Linked DNA regions of Anser cygnoides: regions 2, 3 and 4 are each linked to region 1. The links are chromatin contacts, called in public Hi-C maps. All regions are on one chromosome and are shown on one strand. The core of a region is the stretch at or near the end of the contact, and the rest is flanking DNA. Distances in the headings are between cores, read along the strand shown. Region 1 overlaps MAP4K4 (mitogen-activated protein kinase kinase kinase kinase 4). Region 2 overlaps NPAS2 (neuronal PAS domain protein 2). Region 3 holds the start of LOC106041672 (interleukin-1 receptor type 1-like). Region 4 has its middle 33 kb from the start of IL1R2.

Region 1 (4,733 bases), core at 1,513-4,012:
CCCAATGGCAGCACGTCAAGGTAAAGGAGTTCATTTTCAAAGCAGCAAGCTCCCTTGGAGCAGGCAGTTTAAAGTCAGTGCCTGGCATTTCTGTTTTCTCATTATCGCTTCCTCTGAGGTACAACAGTTTAGAAGGAAAAAGGAAACAAAGCAACACTTCATCACCATATACACATAATACGGCACACCCAGTTCTTGCCCAACAAAAAACACCTCTGAAGCTATTCCCGATAAGCCAAGTAAAGCAAGCAACAGAAACATCATGGGGATGTGCTTCTGAGGATGGGGAAGTAGAGAAACATTACTAACAGTTACCACAGTGTTCCTTGATTTTCCTTCTGTCCTGTGAAAGGAAATGATTTTGTTCTTAGCTGATATACAAGAGACGGTTTGGACTTGTAATCTACTGGCAAGCCTGATAAAGGAGGCAAACAAGCTTTGTGTTCTCATTGAGCATGGTATTTACAGAAGAATTTGGCTCCTTCTGTCCTTCAGTCCTTCGCTGGGGGTAAACTGGCACCTACCAGCAGGAATTTCTCCGTTCAGCCAGGCCTGCCCTCCCCTGTCAGTGCTGAGGCACTTTTTTCCTGCAAATGCAGTCAAGGAAGGGGCTGAAATGGGTGCCAGCTTCCTGGTCTCCCCTCTCTATTCATGCAAAGTATTAAAGTCTCAGGAAGAGAGCAGGGTCGGTTCCACCACGACTTTCCTACAGCACAGCAGATGATGGAGCAGCTCTCAGGGGGCAGGAGGTAAGGGATCACGTCTCAGGGGAAGAGCTCAGACCCCAGTTTCCAGCTAGCCAAATGCTCTAGCTAATCCACTACAGAAGCACCACCAGCATCCCCATACGCTTCCTGAGTGCTCATGTGGCTGTGGAGTCCTCAAAGGAAGAGCCATTTTCTGCAGCCCAAAGGTAAGCCTTCAGCTCCAGTCACAGCCCCGTTGCACACAATTCTCGCCAGCGTTTCACTTGACCCATACGTGGCTGTTGAGACACACACGATTTGTGCTGATGGTCCCAGAAGATAGCAAGGCACTACCTGCAACACTGCCCGGAGCGAAAACGGAGCGGGCAGCACGTAACGTTATCAAAAAGGGAAGGGAAATTATGGGGGCTCACCCTGCCTAACCACCCTTCCCTCCAAATCATACCGTATTTTCTATGATATAATTAGTAGCAAACTGCCGTCTCCCCCATCATTAGAGGGACTTTTCTGCTACCACCAGCCCAGGCTGGCCTGCGGTCGAGCAGGGACCCCGTTCCTGGGTTGCCAGACCACATTTCTCTCTGCTTGCCCCGTAACTGGAAGCTCTCCCTGGACTTCCCGATTTATCACGCCATGTGCTGTCCATGCCCACAGCAGAAGGCAGCGCACACAGACAGAGGTGGACCCTGATGAGCAAGAACCCCCAGCAGCCTAGCTTCCCGTTCCCCTTTTTTCAAACCCTGTATTTTCCAGCAGCATTCCCAGAAGCCCACTTCAGAGTAAAAGATCCCCACAGGACAAGCAGAAGACGACGCGGCCGTTTTGCAGCCCAGGCCCAGGCAGCCCGCGGGGCTTTGACAGAAGGGCACGTCGGGCAGGAAGCCCCAGAAACCTGGGATCAGAGAGTCCACAGAGACTTAAAAACTTAAGCGACCTTAAAAACGGATTTCATGAGTAATTCACCCTTGACTGGTTGCACACCCATACGTGGGCTTGGCACAGTGTGGTCAAAGCGGTTGCTGGATGACTCTTATCAAGATAAAATTGGCACTGCTGAACTCTGCCTAAAAGCAAGGGCAACAATCGGCTGGTACGGGCATAATTTATCACAGCTCTTGCAGACGGAAGTTAAATGTGCCAATCACAGCACCTCCGGGCACCAGACCACAAACAAATACAAGATTTGCAAAGACCACCTGCAAAAGGAGGTCACGTCGATGCATACATCTGCATTAAAATAAAGAAAAAGTCAACCATTATGCAAACCGCTGGACACTGCATTTTAAAAGCTTATCGGGCGAGCGTAGCCGAGCTGACAGGGCCTCCGCAGGAGGAGGATGTGCTTGTTAGGGGTATCCCTGTGAGGTTGGGTTGACATTGCCTTCTCAGAGGAAAGGAGAGCTTGCTTGAGCAATTTGCTTAATGCTGCATCTATTTTAAGAGCAGTGACCCAGATCTTTGTTTTGTCAGCAGATGACTTGGGTAACAGAGATGAATTGACAAGGAGTTAAACCGGCATTGGGCAACGCCAAGGTGCTGACAAGCACCGGCAGGTGACGGAGGAAGGTGGCACCACCAGGCTCTTCCACCTGAGCTTAAGCTTCCCAAAATGCCGTCAGCCCGAGGGTCACCTGTGGCCAGATTAAAATCTGCCGCGGATATCGCCTTACCAGCTGTGTGACCGTACCACTGTGACCATACCCACGGGGTAAGCACCGCTCCGGCCACCACGGCCACCAGAAGAGCTGCAGAGACCACGGAGACGTTCAGACTGGGCCAGGATCGTGAGGCACTTGCCTGATCTCGAGCACACATTTTTATTACGGTTGATGAATACGCAGCTGAGCTGTTGGCAAACAGAGAGGAGACACTTCGCCCAGGCCCGAAGACACGGGGAAATGAGGGCTGTTAGCAGACAGCTAGGAAAGACAGAGCCAGTCAGGTGGCTGGTATTACATTTTCTGTCTGGTAAGGTCTTTTGTTTCAGCTGTCTCCAGCATTTCTTAAATACCTATAACCTTATGGAAAACAGACTGGGGAAAGATTAATTTCCCGTGTATCGGATATTCTGAAGGACGGGGCATTCGAAGCTCAGATATCATTGTGGGGAATAAAATGACAGAAAACATCTCCGGAGGGGGTCTTAACAGGGTATCAGGAAGGTCTCTCAGGAGACAAACAACCGCAGATCTGGTTAAAACAGGGGAGAGACTGCAAGCTAGCCCCCGGGCTGCACCCCTAGCTGGGTGAAAGTATTTTTAGCAACCCTGCTCCGCACAGGGACATGCTGATTCCTCGCAACAAAACTTTCGGCCCGGCACACCAATGCTTACAAAACATTTTTATTTACCCTCCACAGTCCAGAGTCTGCTGGACCAAAGCACATGAGCACTAAAGCAGCAGCAAGAACAGACTGTCTAAAACAGCAACAACCAACTGCTTATGCAGTTTGGTTTTTTCCCCTTGACCTCCCTCTCCATTCGGCATATTGCGAACACCACCACGTTGCCTGGCGTAAATTACGAAGTGGGGACAACATGGGTGCATCTGCTCAGCAGAAATCACCTGAGTGCAGAGCTCCCTGGGAAGATGAGCTGATGCAAAGGCTGGAAACGCGACCGGGCTGCTCAGCGCCGAGCAGGTGAAAGCTGCGACCTTTGCTCCGCCGGCAGCCGAGGAGAAAGCAAACAGGCACGGCAGCTACATGCAAACACCCTCCAACTACGCCTCTGTGGGAGAGGAGCAGCCAGAACCCTGCTGAAAAGGGCATCAAACTCTAAGCTGAAGAAAAAAAAAATGAAACAACAACCAAATATTTTCTGACTAGCAATTTAAGAATTAACTATCAAAGAAAAAGGGATTTTAAGGGAGAGCAAACGCCCCCCCTGCATTCACTCCTCCCCTCCTACCATCCTCGATGCACTGGCTGCTGCCACCACCATGGCAAATTGCTGCCAACAGCAGAGCAAGACACGGTTCTTTAGAAGCAAATACGCACGCCCGCCCTTTTAATAAGGGATTTTTAATAACATATAAGAAGTAGCAATAAAACCTGTGCTAATACAATACAGCTAATCAAATCTTTCTGATGCAATAAATTTCAGGCGCGGACCTCCCCGCGACACCAGACCTCCCTGCGTCAGAAATGGAGCCTTATCGCCGGCTCCGCGGGGACTGCTCTGCCCATCACCAGGACGTGGCCGTGCCCCGTTACACCCAAGGGCTCCTTCCCAGACGAAACAGGATCACCATGGGGGCGGGGGGCAGAAAAAAAGGCAAGATGAAGAAAAACGTCAGGATCCTGGAAGGCTTGAAAAATCAAAAGTAATTGAAAGCGAACGGAATTCGACTCTACTACAGATTTATCAAATATTTAATGCAGAAAACCCCCTAAGCATGCCACTGTCACCCGAGCTGGAGAGAAATGTGCTTCTTTCCTAGCATATGGCTTAATCTGCTCCCAGGATGCATCTCTTTGCTCGGTAATTTCAGTTTAAACAGAAATGAACTGTAGATGTATATTTTAGCTAAATGACTGGCTTCTTTAAACAGACCCTGGGTAAGAGGGGCATTAACCTCCTCTCCCCCGGCCTGCTCAGCACCACTTATCGGTGACATGAAGCGCCTCTTTTCAGGGCGCGCCCTTTAATCCTTCTGCTGCCTCCACGTGAACCTCCGGCAGTGCAATGCCCCCCAGCGCCCGGTGCCCCCGCTCTGATCCTCAACCAGTCCCCTCACCGAGAGCATCAAACACAGCGGGTTAAATTCAGCGGAGCAGGACAAACAGGATCCCTGTCCAAGGGCACAAGCGTCTCCCTTTCGAGTTTGCTCTGGCAATCCAAACACAGGGGTCGAGCTGGAAACGTGCTTTTTCATTTCAAATGTAAACTCTTCCCAAGAACGTAACCCGTTTGCAGCAAATGCTGCACAAGCGGGATCCAGATCAGCGGGGGACGTGAACCCCAAGTACCTAAGCACCTATATTACTGCTGAATTTGTTATATAGGAGAAAATTGGTTAGAATTA
Region 2 (4,733 bases), core at 812-3,311, 250 kb after region 1:
CTGCAGTCAGCTTTGTTGGTGTAGCTGCAAGAAAAGTGTGGGTGAGTTCTCACAAACTGCAAATCATCGCCATTGGAATTCAGGATTACAGTGAGACCTGGCTAGAAATGATTACGGCCTGGCTGAATTCCAGATGGAGTTGAGGCTGTTCTTGTTGGCTTCAATGGGAGCAAAATTAAACTGATAAGGAGGGTCTGGGCAAAGATAAAAGTCAAAGGGATAGATCATGATTCCAATGGGCAGAGCAAAAGGACCCAAGAGCTGTTCTAGAGCAGCTGGAACTCCCTTGCATGGACCAAATAACTGTAAATTTTGGTTAGCTCATTGGCTTTTCTTCCAGATCAGGGAGCAGAAAGAGTGCATAAGGTGTGCTCAAGTCATGGCTGGAACATCCTTAATCTTGGCCAGAAGAGCTACCACCCTTAGGCTGCTATTATTCAGGTAAGTCAGGAGGGGCCTCTCATTGCTCATACTGACACCCTCAAATCGGAATATAGAAGTCTTTATTTTCATAACAGATCTAAACAGCTGGTCTCATGGCTAGTTCTGCTACCCATTTTCCAGTGTATGGATGGTCAAACTAGACCCTTCCATCTCGTACATTACCATTGTAGATGATGCACCTCATTGCCACTGACAAACACATATCAGTACCTCATGTTAATTTGCAGCCGTGGTATATAGACACGTATTCTGTAACTTGGCTAAATGCAAAATACCGCAGTAACCCAGGAATGCCACTCACATGCTGGGTCTGACTTGGGTGTGTGGGAAGATTTTGGTGAGCTCCTGGATGATACTGAGGGTGTCCGGCTAGCACTGAGGATTGAGGCACCAATATCAAGTGCATTAAAGTGCTGTTCAGGATCCAAGCTGGAGCTACTGTCCTAAAACAAGCAGAAAAGAGAATAGCTATTGCACCTGTCAGGGTAAAAATATTTTGAAATGCACCTAGTAATACTTGCAGACCCAGTTCTTTGGCCGGCCTAAAATTACTTGAGCAGAACTAATCCCAGGTAGGCCAGCAGAAGACTTGGGCACAAGTGTCGATGTCCCTTCCAAATAGCATCTAATTAATCCTCTTTCCAGTGAACTTTCACTGAGGTGGAAATAAATAGGAAGCTACTGCCAGAGTCCTTTTGCACATTCAGATGTTTTTCTGAATGTGTGTTTTGCATACAGTTGGACTTGACAGCAACTGCAACCTCTGTGAGACACTCAGCTGTGTGGAGCTTCTCTTTCTTAACTCAGCAGATGTCCTCGATGTAGCCAAGATGGACTGTCAGAACATGTCCAGATGAATCTCAGAACTGTAGCACTTTGCCAAGGAAACATGAAGATATATCACATTGCCCCTGCCCATACTCCACTTAATTTAAGGCTGTCTGTAATCTCCAGGTTTAACCTTTCATGAACTTATCTAATTTATTTTAAAATTATTCAAGTGAGCAATGAATTCTGAACTTGTTAGGGAATCCACTCAGAAAGACAATGCTGAAATTTTCAGTGATGTTAACATAGGAAATAGTTGCAATTACTACATGTATTTATGAAAAAAACTTGTCTCATTGTACCTTTAGTGCTGAGGACACAACCTCTGAGGACACTTCTTCCAAGCCCATCTCCTGTCTCCGCTCTACCCGAACATCTGCGTAACTGAATGTAAAATATAATTCTATGTATCAACACGGTACCGTTATATTTCACAAAATGTACTTCAAGCAAATAGAGGAAAAAAAATATTGTGAAATTTTACAGGTTAAATGAACAGCTTAAAAAAATCACGTCAGATGCAACTGCACAACATTTGAGAGACTATGGTTTAATTTTAATTCCTTTCTCTACCTATCTTTTTGAAATCAAGAAGTGTATTAAAGAGTAGAGGTCAAGTTCACATCCTAAAACTACTCTGCAACTTCACTGAAAAGCTTCCACATATCTCTTAAAAAAACAGAACAGAATAAAACAAAACAAAACAAAACTAAAAAAAAAAAAACAAACACCAAGGATTTAAGGAACAGAATAGTAGAGGGAGATGTCTATTCCCTATTTTTGCACAAGATGGAAAAATGCAATAGTTACTCTCCCCCTAAACTTGTGGTCAATAAATGACGCATAGAATAGAGCAAGGCTTAGTCAGAGTATTTTTCTACAATGCAGATTTCCTTCAGAGAGTTTAGGCTTCATTTCTGTAGCATAAAAGACACGTCACGTTTCTAAGAGGAAACGTTTGCAGTCATGAGGATGCCCTTGTCTTACTGCCCTTTACATCCCCGCTGGTTGATGACAGTTTCCATACCTTACCACCATGTGTGTGCACACAATGAACTCTGGCTTGGAGTTCCACTGGTGGTACGTGATATAGTAATGGGTCTGGAGCCAGATCCACTGCTGTCCTTTGGTCAGAAACCGATAGCAACACGACTTCCCCTTGCCAAACTGCATCACTGTCAGGACAGAGTACACACAGCTGGTCACACGGTTATCAGCGTGAGAAGGACATGAAATATGAACAGTGTTACAAAGGTGTCCACGGCCCCACTGGTTCCCAAGGGAGATCAGAGCCCGAGTACCTTTTGAGTGTGTGGGCCTGTGAATCTTAGGATAGAGACGATCATAACGATCCGTAGGTGCCTTCTTCTGACAACTTGAACAGTACATTCTTTAACAGTACAATTAACTTTAATGCTAGACACAATTGCATTAATGTCTGCTACAACTTAAACATAAATCTTTCCCTGGTTTATGTGCTGCTCACATACTGCTTAATGAGGCATCTGGGATTAATTTCTAAGAGTGATCATCTGAAGATCTATAGCAGAAAAGTACAGGATAAAAATACTTGAAAAGATGAGTATTCCGTATGGATGGATTTTAGTGACTGCAGAATGAAGTGAGTATACGAGATAACATTGTGCAAACACAGAAATCATTTGAAACTGAAAGAAAATTCCCAGACTGACAAGAATTTGAAGTACAGTAAACTGTGGTATATTATAAGTTTCAAAGACTCAAGGACAAAACTAATGTCTGCTTTTTGTTCCAGCGATTTCAAGGGGATCCCAAAGATGCACATATTTAGCCTTTCTGTATTTTAATGTCAACATATAAAAAACTAATTTTGGCCAGATATTTTCAGGCCACCCAGAGGCAGTAAGACTGAGATGTTCCAGTCAAGCCTATAAGTAAATATTTAAAAAGGATTGCCTCATTTTCTTTACTTAGTGAGAGAGCTTTCCAATTAAATCTTAATAGTCTATCTTTAAATAATCACAGGTAATGTCAATGCCAAATACTTGGTGAGCAACATTACAGTAAATAATCTGCAAGAATTTTACAAAATGCAATCTCCTCAGAAATTGCTTGATCTATTCCTGCATATTCTTCACTAATAGAGCAGGGGTCAAATCTGGCATATTTTATCAATTCAGTGAGTCTCACTGACTACTTCTGGGAATAGGGGAGGTGAAAGTGCTCGTTTCAGAGCTGGAGGAATATGGCCCAGATGCTGATCAGCTGCGATGCACCCGATATGCTATAAATACACTAAGGCATATGGCTGTGAGGCAAAGGCTGGAACCTCACCTTCTGAGTTTTACACCTATTTTAACTGAAACTACATTTTACTGAAAAGAGGTATCCTGGTTAATTAATGGAAATGTGGGTTCTGCAATACTTACGGTGTTCATGGCACCTTGCGAGCAGCTCTAGGTCATCTATATGGTAATAGTCATAGCCAGAAGTACCCAGCACTTCAAAAGGCAAGTATCCTATAATCGGCGGTGCTCTGCATTTAGGCACAAGATAAGTGAATTCATACAACCAGGAAACAAACAGTGTCTCTGCATGTTGACATGGATATGCTAAAAGCCCAGATCTACTCTCACTCATAGGCATATAGTCCCAGCTGCCAGGGGACGTGATCCTGACTTTGCCCTGTTGTGCCTGGAATACCCGGCTGGGGTTTGCCTTGCATATGGGACCCGTACCAGCACAACAGTGCCTGTGGGCACCTTCCTCCCAGCACAAAACCTGTGATAAACCCTTCTTTTCAAGGAAAAGATGCTGGTGGAAAGCAGCTCTGTTTCTATGGGGCCTTCACGTGAAAACCTGCGGCAAAGGAGTTGTAACTCAGTGGGAACTGCACACGCAGTCATGGGCTGGAGTTTGAAAGAACGATTTCCACAGCTGTATAATAAGGAGTTGTTTTTGCTCTGGGACAGGTTTCAGTCCATTGATATTTTTAAAACAAACAAGAACAAGGTAATCACAAATTCTGCCTGAGAAGCAGTATAGCTTTCTTTTAGAAGACGGATAAAAATAAATGCAAGGTAGAATAGTAAACATCAGCTTTTGTAGGAACTTCAGTGGTAGTCCTCCTGTTCATGTGATTTAGATGTGAAACATAACACCATTTGAGAGAATTGCACTTATGAAAATAGCAGTAAACAAGCACAAAACACAATCAAGAGTGCTTTTCTTGTCACCAACCTGTGATCCAGGAATAAAAATTTCCATTCCAGACTGTGTCTTGACGTGAATTCCTCTAAAGGTTCTTCCACGATGCACATCTCCTGTGTGGTGAAGAAAACTGACTTACTGAGAGGTGCAGTTTCACCTTTCTACTTCATCTAGCTTTTGTTAGCAATAAATACACAGTACATAAGGAGATAAAACAGAGGATTCATACATTTCCTGCTAATTACAAAGAGCAATCTATTGCATCTCTTCCT
Region 3 (4,733 bases), core at 1,204-3,703, 220 kb before region 1:
CTTGCCTTAGGCATACTGCCAACTTTAAACACGGTAAAAACAGCTTTTAAAGACATATTTGGCCCCTAAGCAAACTTGTCCTTCAGGAAGCTGTGAAAAAGGCATAACCGTAGCTTTCTTTTCAAAATTTTCTGTCTTCAACTTTTTAAATGATTTTACTTGTAAATAATTTACAAATACATGGACATGACTGATTCTTGTAAAGGCCAACACAATGACAAATCATTCAGGATAATAGCTTAGAAAGCATCTAGATCCTTCAATTGTTTATCAGCACTTTGCTATTAATTTATTTAAGTGATTTTCAATATTGATCACTACCTACAGGCACTTGTTTCTATTAGGGGACCAACAGATCCTTAGTCTCTAAGCCATAAAGAAAAAAACAAAAATTATGCTTGAAGTGCAACTTGAGATATAAAGTGCCCCGATTTTGTAAGCACGTTGACATATGAGTCAACTTTTTATGTTTAACTAAAATTTTTATTAAAGTTTAACTGAAACGGGAAGGGGGGGGGGGGACAACAAAAACAAACAAAAGAAATGTACTTGTTGCAAAATACAACCACCAAGACAAGACCCCCCACAACAATTCATACAGCTCACACCTTCTTCCTTGGTGTGTTTACTCCTGTCATTAGGCTTTTTTAAGCAAAGCAAAGCAAAACAGACTTTCTACCAGTCGTACTTTGTTTCCCGTCTACTCTACCTGAGGTCCCAACTTTCCTGTCTAACGTGCTCAATATATGAGCCAGATGTAGCTGACCATATCCAGTTCAGCTTTGAGAAAAAGTGTTAGCAACCATATACCTAGATTCTGAGCTAAATGTTTTGTTACAGATACCGCCTCACCTTTCATCAAAGCACAGGGAGAGGGGGAAGAGAGAGAGAGAGATGGATGGATGTCCAGACAGACAGATGGATAGCTGTAGATGTAGGTAACTAGCCATGGATGCCAGCAAAATGAAAAGATACCTATCCACAAATTTCCACCTCACATCAAACTGGAGACAATGAGAGCATCCATGACACCTTCAAGGAAGTGAACTTACCAGTATTTAAATAAATCAAACCCAGTTCCTCCTTTCAGCATCAAGTTGAAGAAGCTCATTTTGTAGTCAGAGCTTGTAGCAGTTTTCTATGTCATTTCAACTCCTGATACCTGTCAGTATAAAGTAATATGAAAAAGTTGTTACTTAAATCGAAAGTAAATTATTACTTTTTCACCATCATTTTCAAAAAACAGAGCCATTTAAAAGGACCTGGAGGGCTCACGTAGATAAAACTGTAAGTATAAAAAACACAGTGATGCAAAAAAAAAATATAAAAATTAATGCATTATTCTCAGGGAAAAAAAATAAAATCAAATGTTTACCAAAACCAGAAAGTATTTCTCACTTGAGGATTAACTTAAAGGATCTAAGTTAAGGATTTTGTGTTATTAAACATTTGTGCAAGAGTTTTAAGTCAGTTCCCCAGCTTTCAAAGCATTCCAATTTCACAATCGGTATGAAAGACAAGTGTTCGTTTAGGAACTGTTTTTGAGAGTCTAAGCACATACAAGGAGTCCAAGTCAAACAAGACCGAAGTTACCAAGCTTATGAGGAACAAAAACAAAACGCATCCAGCGTTTTCCTGACATCCCTGGCGAAATTCCCCAGAGTTAAGAGCTGCTTCTGGAAACTTGAAAACTTGAATCGTGATTCAACTCGGTAGCTGTTGGGTGACGACCCACTCCTATCGAGCTTTCGCTCCATCGAGAGCTGTCGTGCAATGCCTTGGTTGCAACCATCCCAGCCCCTACGGCTGCTGCAGGGAGATCCGCAGGCAGCTCTACCAGGGCAGTGCTTTTGCCCAAAGCCTGCTCTTGTCATCGTAACTAACAGTTAAAAAAAAAAAAAAAAAAAAAGTCCTTGTTTGATCAGGGTTGTGCAATAAACAGTTGCTGTGGTGTTTTACCAGGTCAAGGAGATTTACGAAAAGCTTTGTCCTGCTTCCTGTTATAAGCCTTAAAACGTGGCACGCTCGGCGCTCCTACGCTTCTCGCTTCCCTGCAGCCTTTCCTACCTGCTCTTGTGCAGTGGGACACGCGGTGAAGAAGCACAGGGGCACGCCAGAGGAAAACGCCTCCCAACGAGGCTGCTCGGTGCCGCGCACGCTGCGACCCAGCGGCCGCCCGGCCCCCGCTGCCCCTCGCTGCCGCGGGGGGAAAATGGCCGCGCCCCCGCGCGGCCCGCAGCGCAGGGCCCTTGCCGCCCTCCCCTCCGCGCCTCAGTCCGAGGCGGCCCCCCGAGCCCCGCCGCCCGCCGCCCTTCCTCACCTCCGTCTGCTCCCCGAGCCTCGGCGGCCGCCCCGACCCCGCCACATAGCGGGCGAGCAGCAGGCTCCGCCTCGGCCGCCGAGCCGCGCCGGGGACTCGCCCCTCCCCGGGGCCGCCCCTCGGCCTGCACCGCCCGGGGGATGGCTCCGAGGGTACGGCGTCGACGCTGGCTGGTTTCCCTCAGGGATCGTGGAGAGCCGTGGTCCGGAGCCCTCCTCAGAGCTCCTCAGGGCCATAAACATGAGTTTATGAGTCTATGCTCGGGTTTGGAGCAGAGCTTTTTTGCTTTCTGTCAAATAAGTGGTTACTTTTTGTCCTGTTTGGTCATCCGTCCCTTCTGCTGTGTCAGGGCATCACTCTTCCAGTTCAAACAATTAGCTTTTTCCTTCTGGATTTCAGTAGTAACTGTATAGAAGTTCTCATTCGTTACTTGGATGGTGAAATTAAGCATGTTCAAACATAAAAATGTAATTTTTTCCAAACAGGAAAAAGTTCCTCTGGAATCGCTTCCTTGCCTATAGTTCTCAATTCAGTGTCCTCTCCTCCTTGAATTGGACTTAGCCTCCTTCATTTTGATTCCACCCAACATACTTTTGGTCACTCCTCAAAAACGCGACTGGAGGGTACTCAGTTATCGCTTATTCCCATCTCTGCTTTTATTCAAAACCTTCCACCTGCATAAACTCCATTGAGATTCCAGATAAAGTAAGCATTCATAATACAAATTATAAAAACGTAACATAAAAAGAAGGCTCCCCTTGTGGTTTGAACAGTTCCAAAAACAGTGTGAAGGGACTAGTTAAGGGGTTGGAAAAGTGTGGGAAGGAATGTTTTAAATTATTAAATGGCACAGCCAATCCTCTGTTCCACACTTACACAACGATTGCCATTTCCAAAGTGGAAAGCTTAGTCTTCTGGGGGGAAAAGGGCTAGATTGCTTGTCTCTTGGTTTCATTAACACTAATCAGAGAAAAGAAGGGATTGTCCTACTGGGCTTCTTCTGTGTTGACAATTTTAGGACGAAGAGCTTCCCTGAGCCATGGAGTTCTCAGAAAGGAAAGCCATGAAATACTTACCAGCTTATTGGATGATATAAAGCATGAGACAAAACCTTATGAGCTAGATGGGTAAATTTCTTTTCCTGTTGCCCGTGTGTTTATAAACCTTTGCAAACTTCTATTTATTTTAGCTCTGTTAAAGGAATATTTTAATCTACTTTTGCCTTCACAGTTTTTGACTCAAGGGTGGTGTTAAGGTGACTGGCTAACACTGAAACATTCATTTCATAGGCTATAACAATCCTAAGAACAAAGATACTAAGGTGCTGTGAGTGGCTATTTGTGCAATACATCATTCCACAATATCCAAAGGATGATAGCAATGCTTCCAGTTAAGCTGCACAACTAGACTGAAAGTCGGTGACTCGTGAGGGTTCATAGAAAGAAGTCTCTGCCAGTAGCTGGCAATAAGCAGGAAAGCCAGGGAACAGGGAGCGTGCCAGAAACCCATCAGTCTCATAGAAAGAGTAACACCTACATATTGGAAGATAAAGTAGTCATTTCTAGAATCTGGCACACATCACTATTTCCATAATTGTGGTATCTCATATCTGTCACAACCACACTTCTAAAGTTAAAAAAAAAAAACAAAGTACTCTCTGGCACTCATTTTACAGAAACTGATCATGTGGAACCAAAAGTACAATTCTGAAAGAACGCACGCAAGTGTCCGTACTGCCAAGTTGTGATTCAGTGGCAAAGTATGCATCTTTCTCAGAGTAGAGGATGTTTCCTAGAGTTTCCTGAGTGTTGTAGATGAATTTATCATGAAACATCTAGTAGGACTCCAGTTAGAGGAGAATAATTTTGCTAAAGTCTGTTCTTATCCTACTGTATAACTGTTCTCCCGCATGAGTTGTACAACCCAGCCTGTTACCCCAATTATACAGTCAACCATGAGAATATACTGAGGCACTGAGCTCACGCAATTGGGAAAAGCCTCTCGTTGCTTCCAACTGCATGTCTCTGGGGCATGTTTCAGGGCTCAGACCTCTGGGCAGATGCCAGGTTGCTGCTAGTAAGACTTCATTGTTCAGGAATCAGTCAGCATCAAGAAACTGGACAGAGGTTTGTGTCCTTCAGTATCCTGGAGTATCTGGCCAGGGTGAACTTCAGAGTAATACAGTAACTAGTTCCTGTTGGTCCTGAAAGGTACAGCACTTGACTCATCCATCACTGATGTGGGAAGTGATGGCGATCACATTTGGTAATTCAAAGGTATTCCTGGTAGTTTCACTGAAGTTCTCCATGGGACACTTTGGACTTGTTGCTTAAAATAGGATAATGTGAAAAGAAAACAAGAAACACAAAGTTATGCCAAAGTATCTATTTATACTGTCTTGCTACAGATTGCC
Region 4 (4,733 bases), core at 1,096-3,595, 200 kb before region 1:
TCACGCTTATGGTGGAGTAACTGGATGGAAACTGAGAATCAAAACATAAAGTTTTAATTGCTTGTGAAATTGAATTCATATCAGCAGTATCATCGGGTTGTTCTGTGCATCTTAATGCCACAGCTTCAATGTCATGCTATAATGACAATTTAAACGTATTAATGTGTCTATAGTTAAAAGAAAACAGAGAGTAAATCTGAGCTGACAGTACGGGCTATGTGAGCTCAAGCAGACCTAGAGCTCTGGGCTATCCATTTCACGACTTGGGGTTTAACATGGCACAGTTAATGTTAAATCTTTTCCTGTAAGATGTTTTCTGTAACACCCATGAGTCCGTTTGTCCAATGTCTCTGAAAGACCATGGGTCTCTTGCATTTTCTGTTCACTAAGGTGCTTGTTTTAATTTAATAAAGACATGTTGACTCATGTCTTGTTTAGTTTTCACTGTACAGATAGAGAAAAGACAACAACAAAAACACCATTAATATCTCCCATGTGTTTGTTCAGAGCAATAATCTTAATAAAAAAGCTGGTCTGCAGCTGTCATTATGTGGAAGTACAAGAAAAAGTGCTGGATTCTGCACCTGGGAAGGGGCAACCCTGGCTGAACTTAGACTGGCAGATGAGATGCTGGAGATCAGCTCTGCAGAGAGGAATCTGGAGATTTTGGTCGACAGCAAGCTGAACATGAGCCAGCAGTGTGCCCTGGTGGCCAGGAGGGCCAGCCGTACCCTGGGGTGCATCAAGCACGGCATCGCTAGTCGGTCGAGGGAAGTGATTGTCCTGCTCTGCTCTGTGCTGGTGCGGCCTCACCTCGAGTACTGTGTGCAGTTTCAGGTGCCACAGTATAAGAAAGATGTAAAACTGTTACAGAGTGTCCAAAGAAGGACTACGAAGATGAAGGATCTGGAGAGCAAGACATATGAAAAGGGGCTGAGGTCCCTTGTTTTGTTCAGCCCAGAGCAGAGCAGGCCGAGGGGAGGCCTCATGGCGGCCTGCAGCTCCCTCACGAGGGGAGCGGAGGGGCAGGCGCTGAGCTCTGCTCTCTGGGGACAGCGACAGGACCCGAGGGAACGGCATGGAGCTGGGACAGGGGAGGGTCAGGCTGGGGGTTAGGGAAAGGTTCTGCACCCAGAGGGTGGTCGGGCACTGGGACAGGCTCCCCGGGGCAGTGGTCATGGCACCGAGCCTGATGGAATTCAAGAAGCATTTGTACAATGCTCTCAGACACATGGTCTGATTTTTTAGGTGGCCCTTTAGGGACCCAGGAGTAGGACTCGATGGTCCTTGTGGGTCCCTTCCTACTCGGGATATTCTGTGATTCTATGAAGTGACAGCTAAGTTTACCCCAGCAGGCATCTGGGGTATATATGCTATCATTCCAGCTGTCCATGTATGCATCAGGTATTCACACCTCAGTATGATAGGTATGATACAGACTATCTTCAATATGCCTTTTCCTATACAAAAGTCATGCACATTCGTTTGAGCCAATTAGATGTATATTCCCATTATAATGCCTGCAGTGATGAGAAATCCCTGCAGAATATAATTTCATTTGTATATCTATGCTTACTGTTTGCAGATCTGATCCCAACTCTATAACCAGAGGAGAACTCTGCTACTTTACAAGGACTTTGATTTAGGTCCTAACCAGAAGTCAGAAAACATAATAAAAACATAATAAAAACTCTTTTCAGCTTAGAAACACTCACAAAAATGCCAAATGCATTACCTTAGGCTAAGATCTACTCGTCACAAACAGAACAGGATCTGTATCTTCACTTCATTTTTTCTTTCTTGGGTGACAGGTCTAACTTCCAGTGAAGCACGGAAGCATGCAGAGCTGTGGCTGGTCCTTTAAAATATGCTCATGACTGAGTACATTACTGAAGCCCTTTTATTTGTTAAAGATTAAAATGTCCTGTGTACAAACTTGTGCAGTGCCAATACTGTAGCTCACAGGCAGCACACTGTCTCGCTTTTATGACTCCTAAGAATTATTGCTGTGTTTGGGAAAGAGCCAAAGTAGAAGAGAAAGCCCTGTTCAGATGATAACCCCTTCATTATGCTGCATCATTTACTGACTTGTATCCTTTAGGAAGTCCAAACAGGAAACCAAGCCAGCCGTGTTTGTATGAAGCAGCAGAACATAAGGCTTTGTTATGTTATGATAACCAGGAAGTAACACATTAGGTTGTTTTAACTTCACTCTCTTACTTGTCCACTGAATAAGTGAACGACAGTTTGGTTTAGGCACAGACTCATGGCTTTAATATTTAAAGTAGATCTGAAACCTTTTCATACCTTCTCTCCAGTGTGCTACCTTCCCACTTTCCTTTATGTTGATGTACACAGATAAGACATTATTTGACATCATGCTGATTTTATTTATATCTCTTTTCAGTGAAGCTAATCCTCATTTTTCAAGCAGTTGCTGATTAAAGTCAGATGATTTGTTCTGCACGATAGCTTATGGGTTAACAAAACTGAAACTGTCACTTGCTAGAGCCCTGTGGCAGACAAAGAGAGATCTAAGGCCAAATAAAGGGGCCATCCAGCTCCGGTGACAATCTCACGTTCATGACTTTTGCTGCAAATACTTGTAAAAACATTATCTGAATAAGGCAAATACAGTTTGTTTATATTTGTCATACTCTTCTATTTTCCAGTAATAGTGTTTCAGGCATCCCGTCTGCAAAAGGTCATGCCGAGATTGCCATATTCATTAGTGACTAATTAACTCTATCACTTTGTCTAGTCCCTTTCTGAACTTCTTATCTTTTGTTGCCTCCGCAACATTCAGTGAATATTACCTGCAGTTTAATCATTAAACAGTAAAGGCACACTCTTATTAAAAAGTGATTAAAACCCTCTACTACTCTTTCTTAATCTGCCCCTCAATAATTTAACTAGGCACCCTTCACTCTGCTTATGTGAGAAAGAGTGAACACATCTTTTCCTGCTCACTTTCTCCATTACTATTAGTGACTCAGAGGAACCTCATGGCATTTCCAAGCTGCAGAGCCTTGTAGCAAAGCCAGCCCATACCACCATCCTGTGCGGCACCCTTCTCTGCGCTGGATTTCATTGGTGATGAAAGGACACAAAAGATATGCTCTTTCCAAGATGTTGGTGTACCTGCCTTGGTATAACCACCTAAAGTTACTCATTGAGAGATTTGAATTTAAATCTCTCTTTTATCAGTAAGAAGATTTAGTAAGATCCTTCCATGGCTCTCCCAACATGTTTCAATGAATTTGACTAGCCTAACAATTCTGTAGCTGGCACAAAGTCTGTCACCTCGCTACTATTCACATCACCTTTTTGTGAGCAGCATGCTGGAAGTCCTAGATCCCAGCAGAGACATCAGTAGGATCCCCCTGAGCACTCTCCTGGCAGGTGAGCAACACCAGCTGCATAAATCAGTGTAAGTCAGCTGATGGAATATGCTATCATTTTTACTTAACAGCACTCAAAGGAAATTGTGGACTAAAGTACTCCTGTCAGCAGTAGGAGTGAAGGAGGATGCCGCACCCTTGCAGGTTCCCCTGTAGGAGTCTGGCCCTGAGGGGGCTAGGGTTTAACCTAGAGAAGAGAAGGCTCTGGGAAGGCCTTATAGCAACCTCCCAGTACTTAAAGGGGTCCTACAAGAAGGATGGGGAGAGGCTCTTTGTCAGGGAGTGTAGTGATAGGGCATGGGGTAATAAAGTCAAACTAAAAGAAGGTAGGTTTGGATTATGTATTAGGAAGAAACTCTTCACTCAGAGGGTGGTGAGGCACTGGCACAGGTTGCCCAGAGAAGCTGTGGATGCCCCATCCCTGGAGGTGTCAAGGCCAGGCTGGATGGGGCTTTGGGCAACCTGGTCTGGTGGGAGGTGTCCCTGCCCATGGCAGGGGGTTGGAACTGGGTGGTCTTTAAGGTCCCTTCCAACCCAAAGCACTCTGTGATTCTCTGATTCCATTCCAGAATAATGAAAGCAGTTTGAAGCTAGAAATGATCAGACTTTGAAACTTGTCCCGGATTCAGCTGGAGATCAGCTTTGTTGTACTTCAGATCATGAAGGAAATTCTTGCTAGACAGGCAAGAGAAAGGAGTGACATGCAATATCAGAAGCATCATGGAAATTGCATTCCCATGGCGCCTCGGAGCTCAGTGATCACAGAGATAATTAAGCCACTCTAATGTGAATTGTATCCATCCTGCAGCTGAAATGCATACAAGTGCTATGTTTAGTGTTACAAGAAATACTGGTGTTTCACACTGGTACATTCTAGCCTATTTCAGCCACTAAGCTGCTCATGTTTTGTGTCAGCAATATTCCAGATATTACAGGTTGTGAATGAATTCTCAGGCTGAAGATGCCAAATAAATTTTGAAAATGTTGCTCCTTCTGATTGTGTTATCAGCACAGACTGGGAGGAAATTAAAATAAAATAAAATAAAATAAAATAAAATAAAATAAAAACATCAGTGGGAATCTACACATTCCTAACAATTCCTTGAACTTGAACAAGAAGAGCAGAGACAGGAGAAGGACATGATCTCTCTGAAGGTTCTTCCTGGAAATTAATTTCACCAAAATTAACTCATTTTAAGAATAAGTTTAAGTTTTAATAAATTGTTGTTTTCCAGGGGCTGAAGTTTTAATAATGAAAGCCCTGTTCTTCTATATTTACACTGGCCCCTACAATAGTAAAGGAAAATTTGCCATCTTACTATATGAAGTTGC

The links. A called contact is a pair of places that touch in the nucleus more often than the background predicts.
Region 2: a Hi-C map of liver shows a contact between it and region 1, with 1.8 times the contacts expected there. The contact joins two enhancer-like sites. A contact is called at or near these places in 2 of 7 Hi-C or Micro-C datasets (both in liver).
Region 3: a contact with region 1 is called in a Hi-C map of liver, with 4 times the contacts expected there. The contact joins the promoter of LOC106041672 here to the enhancer-like site in region 1. A contact is called at or near these places in 2 of 7 Hi-C or Micro-C datasets (both in liver).
Region 4: a Hi-C map of liver shows a contact between it and region 1, with 1.9 times the contacts expected there. The contact joins two enhancer-like sites. A contact is called at or near these places in 2 of 7 Hi-C or Micro-C datasets (both in liver).

Annotation. Positions count from the first base shown.
Region 1 is chr1:143,267,585-143,272,317 of Taihu_goose_T2T_genome, reverse strand. The region is part of intron 2 of MAP4K4 (mitogen-activated protein kinase kinase kinase kinase 4); the gene reads right to left. Among named protein-coding and RNA genes, the nearest start is that of MAP4K4, 20 kb to the right of the region's middle. Within about 2 kb of position 2,762, at least 2 of the 3 cell types and tissues checked have open chromatin away from gene starts, as enhancers often do. A contact at or near this core is called in liver, where this site is marked.
Region 2 is chr1:143,013,814-143,018,546 of Taihu_goose_T2T_genome, reverse strand. It overlaps NPAS2 (neuronal PAS domain protein 2), which reads right to left. Exons shown (of 21, transcript XM_066984235.1): 9 at 4,492-4,574; 10 at 3,681-3,787; 11 at 2,300-2,447; 12 at 1,575-1,656; 13 at 746-887; 14 at 1-24. Among named protein-coding and RNA genes, the nearest start is that of RPL31, 22 kb to the left of the region's middle. Within about 2 kb of position 2,061, at least 2 of the 3 cell types and tissues checked have open chromatin away from gene starts, as enhancers often do. A contact at or near this core is called in liver, where this site is marked.
Region 3 is chr1:143,490,506-143,495,238 of Taihu_goose_T2T_genome, reverse strand. It overlaps LOC106041672 (interleukin-1 receptor type 1-like), which reads right to left and starts at 2,453. Exons shown (of 13, transcript XM_013190243.3): 1 at 2,321-2,453; 2 at 1,053-1,162.
Region 4 is chr1:143,463,528-143,468,260 of Taihu_goose_T2T_genome, reverse strand. No RefSeq gene overlaps it. Among named protein-coding and RNA genes, the nearest start is that of IL1R2, 33 kb to the right of the region's middle. Within about 2 kb of position 2,345, at least 2 of the 3 cell types and tissues checked have open chromatin away from gene starts, as enhancers often do. A contact at or near this core is called in liver, where this site is marked.